Regions from separate parts of the Gossypium hirsutum genome. Here region 1 is linked to region 2. Evidence: chromatin contacts called from public Hi-C data. All regions are on one chromosome and are shown on one strand. The core of a region is the stretch at or near the end of the contact, and the rest is flanking DNA. Distances in the headings are between cores, read along the strand shown.

What was found. Hi-C and Micro-C count contacts between places; a contact is called where the count stands out from the background.
Region 1: a Hi-C map of leaf shows a contact between it and region 2, with 5 times the contacts expected there. The contact joins the promoter of LOC107886357 here to the enhancer-like site in region 2. A contact is called at or near these places in 4 of 34 Hi-C or Micro-C datasets (callus and leaf).

Annotation. Positions count from the first base shown.
Region 1 is chrA03:89,883,374-89,890,670 of Gossypium_hirsutum_v2.1, reverse strand. It overlaps LOC107886357 (protein WVD2-like 7), which reads right to left and starts at 5,584. Exons shown (of 10, transcript XM_041097300.1): 1 at 5,269-5,584; 2 at 3,624-4,421; 3 at 3,244-3,459; 4 at 3,066-3,109; 5 at 2,893-2,982; 6 at 2,729-2,810; 7 at 2,531-2,602; 8 at 2,250-2,360; 9 at 1,268-1,400; 10 at 669-1,148. The coding sequence starts at 5,310. The coding sequence ends at 1,123. LOC107887629 (leucine-rich repeat extensin-like protein 3) reads left to right here. Exons shown (of 2, transcript XM_016811874.1): 2 at 1-197. The coding sequence ends at 197.
Region 2 is chrA03:89,782,976-89,789,362 of Gossypium_hirsutum_v2.1, reverse strand. No RefSeq gene overlaps it. Among protein-coding and RNA genes, the nearest start is that of LOC107887627, 18 kb to the right of the region's middle. Within about 2 kb of position 3,457, at least 2 of the 9 cell types and tissues checked have an H3K27ac peak or open chromatin away from gene starts, as enhancers often do. A contact at or near this core is called in leaf, where this site is marked.

The DNA of each region.
Region 1 (7,297 bases), core at 4,335-6,834, 99 kb before region 2:
ATTCTTTATATGGTCAGCCCCCTCCTGACCCTATCTTGCCTTATTTCCCATACTACTATAGAAAACCTCCACACCAAACAGATGATCAGTCAGCAGCAGCAACAGTTGGTCCTGGAAGGTCAATACTCATCACCACTGCTACCACAAATCTTGTTGTATTTATTATTCTAGTTATTTCTAGTTTAGGGAATTTCTAGCTAGTGAAAGGAGAAAAAAGGAAGATTTTGTGTAAAAGTAATTATGATTAAGCCATGTTTAAAGAGAGTAATCAGAAGAAGAAAGGTGAGATTTGGATGTGTTTTTAGTTGCAGAAAGAAATGGTGAAGTAAAAGACAAAGGAATCAAAGGGGTGGTGGAGGTGGTTCACGCACTTTGTTTAAATCTTTTGTTTGGTAATGGATGAGATGATTGTTGAGTATTTGTTAATATTTGTTTTCCTCTTTTTTTAAATTGTTTCAAATTACAATTTTGCTTACCTACTTGATTGCATCACCTACAATGGAGATTTTCTATAATAAAACGATTTTCTCAAAGCTAAAAAAAGGGAATGCCTTTCAAAGCTTGATTCCAGGTTTTCTATTTATCTGCATAAAAGTGGAAGTCACTTGGCTTCAAATCTAATCTTTGTAGCGACTATATGTTGGTCGGTAAGAAGGGAGACAAATAACTTTTCAACAACAATAACAAAGCTACCATTATTGACTAGCATTCCAGCTAGCTATATTTGTTACATTACACGCCGTTTAACTTGAGTTGTTTTGAGTCAGGAGTAGACTACTATCAACAATCTATTAATTGGCCTTGCCATTTCGCTATTTCCGTCTGGTATTCTATGTAAAACCTAACACCATCCGCATTCCTGGTAAGGCGCAACACATGACTTGATAATTCCAAGATTCCTGCGTTGGCTGCCCTGCCTAAAATGAAATGAACAACCATGGCTGATTGTTTCAGGAAGCCACTACTGTCAAACGACCTATACTAGAACCACTGGCATTAGCAACAAGTCCAGCACTTTTCATGTTATTCTTCCTCATTCTCTCAGCTCCCACTTTTGGCATCCCACCATTCTTACGATCTTTTATGACCTTATCCTTCTCTGATGTTCCATGTTTTGGCAAATTACTGCGCTCTTTCCCTCTCTATTTCTTCAAAAGGACGATGTTTTGTGTTAGAGATGCAGAGAAGCCGGTACTACCAGTTGGTGGAGTGGAGGATATGATGCCAGACTGAGATGATGACTCAACTCTACAAAAATTCAACTCACCTACAGGCCCACCAGTAGAAAAGACCTCTTTATTAGCTTGCTTGGAGAGTGGTGGTGATCTTACGGTAGCTCCTACTCCTGGACTTGCTGCTTTTGGTAGTACTTTAGCTGGTTTTATGGTAGATGATGCAGCCTGATAACGAAACAGAAGAAAGCTAGTGTTAAATCTATTGACAAATGGAACAGAGATATGAAATATAAGGGATTCAGATTATAATAGGTCCAACAATAAGGTCTACATTTCCAACTTCCTATCAAAGCGACAGTCAATATGAAGTATCATTTTGAAAGGAAAAATTCATTTATAAACTAAACCATGTAGAATGTCATTGCAGTGTTTCCTATGCTTAGATATTAAGATCATTTAGAATATGATGCCCAAAATAAGTATCACATATTTTCCATCATACGTGGAGCAATACAAAGCTCTACCAGGATTCAGTAATTATACATAGTCCATGGTTACAAACTCCAAAAACATCAACCTTGTACTTCTTGAGTCATCAACCAACATGCATATTATTTTCCCTTCTTCAACAGCTTCTTTTGGATAAGGTAATTCGTTTCAGATTCTCACATCCAATATAAGAGCTGTCTTGAGAACAATGAAGTCTACTAAAACCAACATGAAGAAACAAGAAGAAAAAACTTCTGCAACCAAAACAACAAATATCCAAAAGCCAATAACAAATGGGCAAAGAACAAAATATAAACATTCTTTCTTTTACTACTATTGCTTCATATAGCATTAAATAGATCGTTCCACATGCAACGTCAAAACATTAAATGCGTTTTGAGAAAATTAAATACGAAATGAAGAAGAATCTGTGAGACACTGAAGCTATTATGCTAGATTATGATTATATAAACCTCCAAAGTAGATACGCAGTCAAGAGTGCATGCTTTCTAGATGTACACTAATCACATCAAAAGACATGAGCTACATTATAAAATCAAAGCAATAGCTTAGCTTCTTGTGTACCTTGTTTCCATTGGACCTTGGTGCTGTAGCAACATGATAGAAAGAAGGCATGGGTTTTGCTTTGAAATTAAGGCTTTTCCGCAATTGTTTAATTTCTGCCTCTGTCTTCTCCTGCAGTAAGACCAAAGCACTTAATTTATTTATGAATTTAGCAACCTATTATTAGTCCAGAAATGTCAGAGCAGTCCTTCACTTCAAATACTGACAAGAAAGCACATAATGGAAACCCATTTCATTTTCATTTGAAATAGTAAATAATGAGTATTGCATGCTTCCCTTACTTGCTTTCTTGCTTGAATCTGATTCATCTCAACCTCTTTGGAATGCATTTTCTCTTCTACTTTCATGGAGAACTGAAAACGTTTTATGAGGAAAAAAAAAAAAAAGAAATTTAAGATACTAAACTGCATCCTTAAACTAAAAAATAAAAAAGGGAGGGTTTAAGATGACAGCATGTTTGCTTGCCCCTTTCTCCTTACAGCTCGTTCATCACTTTTGAATTGAAATGCTCCAGCACTTAACTTTACATCTGCCTTAGTTGAACTGATAGTCTGCTTAAGCCTACATAACAGAATATGCTACAATAAGGTTAAAAGTCAAAATTTTGATAACATAAAGCAGTGTCCATAATGTTGCTACAGACCTATTTGGTGTCTGGTGAGCAACAGGTTCAATCTTCTTAGATAAAGAAGGACGAGCTTCAATTACTCTCTTCGCCATTGCTCCTTTTTCGCTGTAAGAAGAATGAAATAACCTTTTGAACCACCCTCACAAATGAAACATGTATATTCTTAAAATACAAGAAATAGTAAGTACCTTCTATGCTCAGTGTTTAATTTTGCATTATCTCTTTCAGAATCCTGGACAAGAAAGACCAAGGAAATTCAGATGGCAGTATGAAGTCTAACAAGAATTCTTAACAAAGAATAAAAACTAGACAATACAAAGGTCGCCTTTTCTCATTAACTTTCAAGTCTAAGTCCAAAATTTTCACCTCTTTGTTTGGAGATCTGTGCATTAGACGTCTAGTTGGAGTGGCAGTTCGCAATGGTAAATTTTCTGCTTTTGTTCTCCTATTGATCTCTTTTTCCTTTCTTTCTAGAATCCTTGCAGCTACTTTTGAAGGATCAGAAGAAATATTTTTCCGGGAATGATCAGGACTTGGAGACTTCAACCTCGGTTTAGTTGCTTTTACAATAGCAGGCTTCAACTACAATTAAAAAATAAAAAGTATAAGCTACAAGGATGTAAACACAAGACAAAAAGAAATGCAGGCATCACATCAGAAAACAATGTGAGATCCAGTTTCTGGCTACTACAGTGAATGTTACTTTCCAGAAACCAACAAGAACTAGAATGAATATAAACCCATACCTTAGGAGAATGATTTTGCCGAATCTCTAACTTAGGAGGATCAACTTCTCCAGTGGTTCCACTACAGGGAGATGGATTCTTGGACTTAAATGATTCATCAATACTAACTGCATTGTCATCATGGTTTTCCTCTACTTTTTTATCTGGCTTATCGTTGCTAAAAAGTGGTGTATCGCATCCAATTTCACTTTCAGGAGACTCCTCAGGTTTAACATCTCTAGGGACTAAAACATGAGTTTCATAAGTATATAAACCTCCAGGATATTCTAGTCCACATTCAATCAATGCACCCTCAGTATGATATTTTGAATCTTCAAGACCATTGTCAAAGTGAGCACAAAGGCTACCTTCATTTGCATCACCAGACTGGTTCCCTTCATTTCCATTTCCACAACAAAAATCTTCCCTATAATCTGCATTATCCAAGCCATTCTCACCAAAATGATCGCAATGGCTATCTTTACTTAAACTATCAGATCCTTCTTCAGAATGCTTGTTCTCAGCAGCATGATTTTCAACCAATTGGTATTCTCTGTAACCCTCATTCTCCACGGCATCATTCTCACAGGTTTGATCTTCACCTCCAGTTTGGCCCTCAGATGAACCTTGGAGAAGAAGTGCCTTCTTCCTGAAGTGAGCTTCAAAGTAAGCTTTCTTCTCTATAACTGAACCTGGTTTCGAGAATTTCTCAACCTCTTCAAGATATCTATTGTGTGAGAAAGAGGATCTCCTTTCCCAAGCTAAGGGTTCATTTTCAAATCTGCCAAATGATATAGAACCAGAATGCAAAGATTCTGTCTGCCAAGATTGAAAAGAATGTGGAGTTAGAATAAATCAAATAGGTGGACAAGTTATCAGAGAATAAAGTAAATCGTATTTTATGAGCCAGTTCATGGATCAGAAACTCATAAAAATGGTTAGCAAGATCAAAATTCACCAGCACTTAAATACCCATTGGTAGAGGTACTTGAGATACCGTAAGCCTTTATAGCTAAAGACAATCTTCTGTAGATTTTCAGCTTTTCAAAAATAATATAGTAGACATTTCTAATGGCACAAAAGTGGTTCCATAGATAATTTGAAGTTTGAAAAAGAATAACTAACATATCTAATACTATAATTATAAGTTAATGTCAAAACTAATGGCTAACATACATACCATCTCCTAAGAACAATTCCATTTCTTTGTCTGAGATACATTATGTATGCTTTTGTGTATACATGACATTTTATTCAATAATATCATCAAAACTGAGATAGGAAACAGGGATCATGATCAAACTAGAACTAATCAAGATATGGACTAAGAGAAACTGAAACCTAAATAGCAAGTAAATGAACTTGAGTCATCCAAAAGGGGATATATATGTACAAACTATGAACATGAAGTAAGTTCGTTTTGCAAATGAAGTGAACCAACCACTACAAATTTTTTTTTCCTTGTTTTAAACTTCATCAATGAGATTAAAATTTCATTAGTTAAAAACAAATTGAGGTTCCACCATTTCTAAACATAAACCGGTTTCACAATATTCAGTAAGCACTACAACAATTACCCAGTTGACAAATATAATTCCATTGATGAAACACATAATAGAAATTCCAAACACCTAACCAAAAGGAAAGAAAGAGCAAGAAAATTTACCAGAAAACTAATGTTGAAAGGCTCTTGAAACTCTCCCGCCATTCGCAGCAGTTACCTCAAAATTCAAGAGTGAGTAAGCTACATCCTCAGCGTATCAAACGGATCAAGTCAATCAAATTAAAAACAAAACACATTTCTTCACAACTTCAACAGTAACACACGAATCTTAACTAAAAGTGCTTTGCGAGTAACACGCCAAAAACAGAAAAAGCCAAAGCTCCAAGGTTTTTTTTTTTTCTCGTTTCTTTTCAGATCTTTCTAAAAGAAGGAATAAATATTGTGAATTTGTTTGTGTATAGTGTTAAGAGTAGAAAGTTTGTGAACGTAATAATAATAAAAAAAACCTTTTATCATGTGGGGTTGGTTGTCCTTTTTGTCTTGTTCTCATCAGATCATCACCGCACTTATAATCGGACGGCTGTGATTATGGATCAGAGGAGGAAGAAGATCTAGAGAAAGCTCGCATTCGGATTGGGAACGACACCGTTTTCTGGTATGGTTGGTACTGCAAGTGTTGGGTAATGTCCCACGTTTGAGCTTCATTTATCTGTTGTTGACTTTCCCAGCATTGCTTTTACGACTTATGATCACTGTTGTACTCTTTTCCCATAAAAGGGTCTCTGAAGTCCGAGAATACTTAAAACATTTTTTTCTTAAGTTACTTAAAGCTTATTTTATTTTATAATTTTTAAGAGATTAATAAGATTAATCCACTGTTTATGTACAATTTTTCATGTAAAAAATAAATAATATTTTTTTTGAAATAATATAATCGAAATCAATTTATAGTGTTTTAAGTTTAATTTCCATTATACATTTATTAAAAAAATTCATCATCATGTGGCTATTTATTCAATATATGTTTTTTTTAAATTAGAATAAAATCATTTTAATCCATTTAATTGTAGTATAAATAATATATAAACTTGATGAGTAATTTTTTTGTTGTGTTTTATTAAAGGGGGACAATCAAATATTTATATACATGATTAGTGTTTATAAACACACGTGTACTATTCTAGGCTATTTGCTAGACTTCGTTGCCCCACATGCAAGCTTCTTAGATATATGTGAGCTGAGACAACGAGCTCCTTTTGCGAGCACCAAGTGACATGTGCAAACTAAGACAGCAAACTTCCCTTACAAACTTTCGAGACACGGGTGAGTGACCTAAATCTTATCTAGTTCTCGAGTTAATGATCATAAGAACATAACAAAACCTTTTAAAAATAAGATAATATATAGTTAAAAATTTTAATTAATATAAATGAGATTTATAATCATTTTAATATTCTCATTAAATCAAAGCTTTTTAATCTTTATATAGAAATATATATAACATAAAAATCAATTGATATTTTAATTAAAATTATAAAATTACATATTTAGTATTTAATGTGCCCTTTATTCAAATCAAATCACATCATAATAGTATAAATTATTTTATAAAAAAGAACGAAATTTTAATAATTACCAAATGAAATTGAAACTTGATTAATAAATCCAATTAATTCAATTAAAAATTTTGTAATAATAGAGATATATGGATTATTATCCTATCGGAAAATTGGGATCAATTAGATATTGTGGGTGATCTGCCTATCGGAAAAAATAACAATTGGAAGTTTATTTTTTAATCTAGTAGGGGTTGCAAGCTAAACTACTAATATAATTTGTTCTCTCTTCTGGATCCTTATATTTATTAATATTTGATTGAATAAATTTATTTTTATTATAGATTTAATGATATTTGTTGGAGATAAATCCAAATTAAGCAACGAATAAGAATGAATAAAGAAAATTGGATACAAATATTTATATGGAAAAACTCCTCTAACGAGGATAAAAAACCACGGGTAAAAAAAAACTTCACTAAAAGCTACAAATAACCGAAGAAGAGTACAAGATAGAAAAAATTTAAAACAAACCCTCGCATCCTAAAAAATACAAAGCTCTCTGGCTAAAAATAAATTTCCCCCTTAAACTCTCTTTTGTAGGTTGCTAAAAGCTTATTTATATGCTGAAATTC
Region 2 (6,387 bases), core at 2,208-4,707:
GAATATCATAAGTGAATTATTCCCTAGGATTAATTCAAGTTGGGTCCTATCCAATGTATTGTCAATCCAAACAATCACATCTATGTTTCTATCTTATGGGAGTAGATTACTCTGATACCAAATACAATGTATCTCCCATTTTGGACTTGATAGACATCATAATAGTCCCTTAACTGATTTGCTCAATTTCAATTTATCATATTATGGATCTTTTAGATTACTTAATAATATAAGTTATTTTCTCACCTTACGATCCAACCATGTAATGCAAATTAGTAGTAATTAAATATTAGGTAATCAATGAGCTAATATTTCCTTACATTTTATTTTACATGAAGACAAATATAAATGATATTAATGTGAATAATAGAATTAATTTAAATCAATTTATTAAAAAAAAGGCATTCTTCAAAAAAAAATTATCACCTAAAATACCAAAAACAAAATGGTTTCGTAGAAAGGAAGAATGGAAGTTTGCAAGATAATACTCAAGTGGTGCTAAATTCAAAGAGAAAATTTTCATTCATGGGAACGACATTTTTTTGCATTGTAGGTTGATTATTAAATTAGTTTTAATTGCATAATTTACTCTTTAATTAATTTTTAGATTTATATTAGTTTAATTGAAATGTAGAAGCTTTTATTTTAATTGTTTTTGAAAATTGCCTCTTCAACAAAATTATTTTATTACTCAACAATGATGTCATATAGTTGCGAAAGTGACAGCATCTTTTGAGCTAATAATAAATTTATTATTTATATAGACATTTTTCTCTCCTCAATTACCCTAAACCATAGTAATTTAGAATCAAATTCAATGCTTTCCACCATAATCCTCAACACTCCATTGGTTATATTTAGTCTATAATTTCTTATATTCTCTCTTAATACTTTATTTTTATTAAAAGTAACTTTTTTTTAACAAATAGTTGAATTCATTTTAAGAAATGACTTTTATGCCATGGGATTATAAATATTATATTCATATTCTTTTAAACTCATTTACTTCCCAAAAAAGACCTCATTTATTGGTATAAGCAAATAATATTTTAAGGTTTAATCTCTAAACACTAAAACATTAAATGCTAAATCCTAAGATGATAAGAGAGTTAAAAAAACCATTTTCCATTTATTTATAAATTTGGATTCTATTCACTAAGCCACACTATATATAACATGGAAAAAGGATTTAGTTGCATCATATGTCTCTAAATTGTTTCATTTTGATTATGTTAAATGAAATCTTACTTGTGAGCATAGATTTCATTACTATAACATTAATAACATAAGCATGTAGTTAAAATATTTTATAGTTTGAAAATTAATTTAAAATCACAATCATAATCAAAAGTCAAAACCCTCCAACAAAATTAAAAAAAAAAAAAGAAAAAGGTTTTAGGGGACTTGAAGAAGGGAAAAGAGTTGAAACGTTTGACCAAAGACTCCACGTATACCCTAACTAGAATGGCAACATGTTTCTGTAGGGTAGGGTTTGTGGCAAAGTTAGCCTAAGCCTAGGTAACCTGCTTTTTGACTTCAGCTTTCCATCTTTCTTTTCTTCACCGTTTACAAATTGGGCTAGGATAAAAAAATAAAACCCGTTTAAAAAACGGTTCGGGCCTCAGGTAAGGTATTTTTTGTTTGGGTTCGGCCCGAATTCACTAAAAGACAAAAAAATTATTTTATTTTTTTGTTTTTCAATATTATTTTCTTACTATTTTCTCATTGTTTTGCTACCATTTTATTATTATTTTGCTACTATTTAACATAATAGTAAAATAGTAGCAAAATAGGAAGAAAACAATAAGAAAATAATATTGAAAAACAAAAAAAATAGATTTTTTTGTCCTTTAGTGAATTTGGGCCTGATCAAGTCAAAGCCAAAAATATCTTACCCGAGGCCCAGCTTATTTTTTAAATGAGTCTTATTTTTTTGTCCAAGCTTATTTTTTTTGCCTATATTTTTGCTCAAATCTTCTCACATTTTGAGCGAGCCGGGTGACCTGACCCATGAATAGGCCTACAGTAAAGGAGAATAAAAAGCACGAAAAATGGGGAAGTGTCATGAGAAACAAGGGGGTTGCAAAAATTAATGACATGAGAGATTTTAATAATTCTAAAAATGCGGGTCAAATGGAAGTTAGGCCAAGTGGTGCGCATGGGCTTAAGAAGTTGGATGGCTACGTGAAGGGCTCGATAAGTGGGCTGAATGGTTCAAAGCTGGTGGGCCAAGAAGATACTACTTTTATTACAATTGAAAAGAAATCAATTCTTTCAAATAATTGACATACAATTGTCAAATTTGAGGAAAGGAATGGAATAAAACAAGCTCGAGGTGGCGTACATGACCCATGCAAAGCCAAAAGTTCATTGACTTTTGAAAATATGACTATTTCCATGAAAGGAATTACCAAAAAGGGGCATAAGTGAGAAAGAGGGTGGACCATAAATAATCTTCTAAACTCCTTTTTGGCAGAATGGGTGGAATCTCTCTCGAATGAGCTTGATAATGCGAGTAGAGGTCCTAGACTAGAAGATGATTTTGAGAGGCCTATAGAAATGATGAAAATGGAAAATGGTGATGCGAATATGGTGCTAATGAATGGAAGACTGATTGGAGAGGAACCATCGAACCAAATGGTGATAGTCAAACATAGTGGTGTGGATGTCCCTGCAATTGGTAGGTTATCGACTAGGAAGTGAGTGGTTCCCCGTACTTATTATTTTTTATGGATATTAATATTATATGTTGGAATTGTAAATGAGCTGCTAGCTCCAAATTTGATGCTATTTTAAAAAAATCCCGCATATACTGAAACCAAATATTCTTATTTTATTGAAAATAAGAGTTAGTGGGAATAAAGCCGATGAGGTTATTCGAAAAACCAATTCTGGCTTTTTGTACATATTAGAAGCAAATAGGTTTTCAAGTGGCATTTGGATCCTATGGAAGGATATAATGATGGTTAAAATGTTGTGGAAGTTAATGCTCAATTTATTCATTTTCGATATTTCAAGCAAGGTATGAAACAAAGTTTTCTATTTACGTTTGCGTATGCTAGTCTTTGTGCATCAAAATGTAAACGCATGTAGAATCAATTAGCATCCTTAACCCCCAACAAGATGAATCGTGGATTATGAGGGGGTGATATCAATGCTATTATGTTTAGCGATGAAAGGAAATATGGTGTAGGGTCACATTTGGATGTTGATCTCTTATTTCGGGATTTCATGTTTGACCACGTTTTTATTGATATAGGGTATAAAGGGCCATCTTTCACCTAGCGTTGGGGGTCACTTTTTCAATGTTTGGACTGGTTGATTTGTAATAAAGATTGGTTGGTATCCTTTCCTAAATCCTTGGTGGCCCATTTGCAACGTATAAGGTCAGATTACAGGCTGATTTGTATATCCACTAGGCCTCAGGTAGTTCTCAAGTTGATTAGGCCTTTTCAATTTCTTGCGGCATGGCTTTATCATGCATAGTTCAACTCAATTCTGAGTGGATCCTGGTCTTAAGGAGATGCCGTGGTGACTAATGTTGAAAATTTTTGTTCTAAAGTCAATGAGTGGAACACGAACTCTTTTGGCCACATTGGGAATAAGAAGAGGATGCTTCTGGCCAGGTTAAAGAGGATTGAGGAGAGGCTTGATAGACATCCATCTAATTTCCTTGGTAGCCTAGAGAAGGAACTTAAAATCGAGCTGGAGGATATCCTTTCCCAAGAAGTGAGTCTTTGGCAACAAAAATCCCGATGTAAATGGGCTTGTGAAGGAGACCGTAATACAAATTTTTTTATACTATCACTATTCTAAAAATGACTAATTTAATTACCATTCTAAAGCTTAACAATGACAATTGGTGTTATGAGCTGAAGGTGCTTCAACAAATGGCTACCGAATTTTACAAAGTCCTTTTCTCTAAGGAAAGGCCACAGGACACGACATCGATGGAGCAAGGTTTATTTTACAAGATGACTGAGGTTGAGTTCAACTATTTGCAATCTAGTATCACGTCAAAAGAAATTAAGAAGGTTGTATTTAACATGGACCAATTGAAAGCTCCTAGAGTTGATGGGATACACGCAATCTTTTATAAAAAAGTGGTATGTGGTTAGTTAGAGTGTTTGTAACTTTGTGAAGAATATCTGGAGTTGGGGCAATCTTGAATACTGACTCAATCATAATTTGCTCGTGTTGATTCCTAAGGTAGAAAATCCTTAGAGCTTATTCCAATTCCGACCTATTAGCCTTTGTACGGTTTTGTACAAGTTTGTGACAAAGACAATTGTTAATAGATTGAAGCCATTGATGCAAAAATGGGTGCTTCAGAACCAGTCAAGCTTTGTAACTAAACAAAGTATAATAGACAATATTGTTGTTGCTTAATAGATCATTCACTCAATGCGTAGTAAATCTGGAAAGAAAGGGTGGATGGCGGTGAAGATCGATCTAGAAAAAGCATATGAAAGACTGGATTAGAGTTTTATTGCAGAAATATATATTGGTATTTCAGGTAATCTCCAATACTTCATTATACACTATATTAGTTATTCGATAATGCAGGTATATGGAATAGGAATCTCACTGAAGTATTTACTCCATCCAGAGGTATAAGACAAGGTGGCCCAATTTCACCTTATACCTTTGTTTTTTGTATGGAGCGGTTAGCTCAGATTATCAATGTGGAAGTTCTTAACAGGGGGTGGAAGCCTATAAAACTCTCTAGGGATGGTCCTAGTATTTCTCACCTATTTTTTGTAGATGACTTGGTGATGTTTAGTGAGGCATCTATTGACTAGATAGAAACAATGAAAAGGGTGCTTGGGAGATTTTGTGTAGTCTCCGCACATCGAGTTAATGCACAAAAAACTCAAATCTTTTTCTCGAAGAATGTCATCCATGAATTGAAGGTAAATATCAATTATAGACTTGGCTTTTCTCATGTGGATAATTTGGGGAAATACCTTGAAGTTCCACTCTTGCATCAAAGAGTCACAAAGGATACCTTTCAATATATAGTCGAGAATATGAGGAAAAATTGGCAAGATGGATGTCTAAATTGCTATCTCTTGTTGGTAGAATCACACTAGCTAAGCTAGTTCTAACCGTCATTTTTATATATGCAATGCAATCAACAATGGTTCTGAAAGGAATGTGCTATGAGATGGAGAAGATTATACATAATTTTGTATGGAGGACCACAGAGGAGAAACAAGAGATACATCTAGTCCAATGGGACAATCTTTGCAAAGGTATGAAGAATGGAGGCCTTGGTTTTACGAAGTTTGATAATACTATTAATGCTTTCCTTATGAAAATTGAGTTTAGGGCCTATTCTGTAGTGCTTTAAAAAAGAACTTCTGGCTCCAAAAGTATTTTTGAAAGAAAAATTGTGCTAAACAAGCTACTTTTGATTGAAATTTTTAGCTTTTCAAAAGTGGCCCTTTTGAAGATGAGAAACTAAAATTTTTAGCTTTTCTTCTCCTAAAAGCACTTTTAGTACTTAATTACTTTTTCACTCCTCCAATAACATAGTACTTTCCCTTTATTTTTCTTGGTGCTTAATTACAAATGTGTTAATATCATTAATTAAAAATAAAAAATATTTTTAAAATACTAATTACAAATATTTAATGGTTATATTTAAATATTTAAAATATAGTTTATATATTCTAATTAAATTTTATAAATAATTAATATTTATTGCTTAAAAATATTTAAAATTTATATTTCATATATTAAAATATTAACAACAAGTTATAATATTTTTTTATATTCTTAAATATAATAATATTAACTAATTTAAATATTATTTAAATGCATATTTGTTACTTGATAATAACATGTCTAAAATAGACATTTTATTTCTCAAAAATACTTTTTGACAATAATGCTAAACACTCAAGTTTTAAACTAAATTTTTCAAAAGCACTTTTCCACAACACTTTTCCACAACACTTTTCAAAAGTATTGCCAAACTAGCCCTTAATCTTATAGAGAAACTTGATCAACTTTGGGTTCAAATTCTCAGAGCTAAGTATAAATGGAAGGGTAGATTACCTTCTACTTTATATGTGGGAAATGTTTCTTGATTGTGGAAGGATGTCTGCAGAGTATGGAATATGGTAAAGGATGGTGTTATATGGAATTTTGGGAATGACATATATGTTGAATTTTGGAGAGATAACTGGGTCAAAGGCTAGGTCTTTTTTTTGTCTTTTTCTTTTTTATTTTACAGTTGTACTACACCTGAATGCATACTTGAGGAGCATGTACATGTGAAGGTGATGGTGATGACAAATGGGGATTGGAATTGGTCATTTTTTAGGACAGTTTTGCCAAATCCAGTTATATTGAGTATTTTAGCTTATAAACCTCCATCGG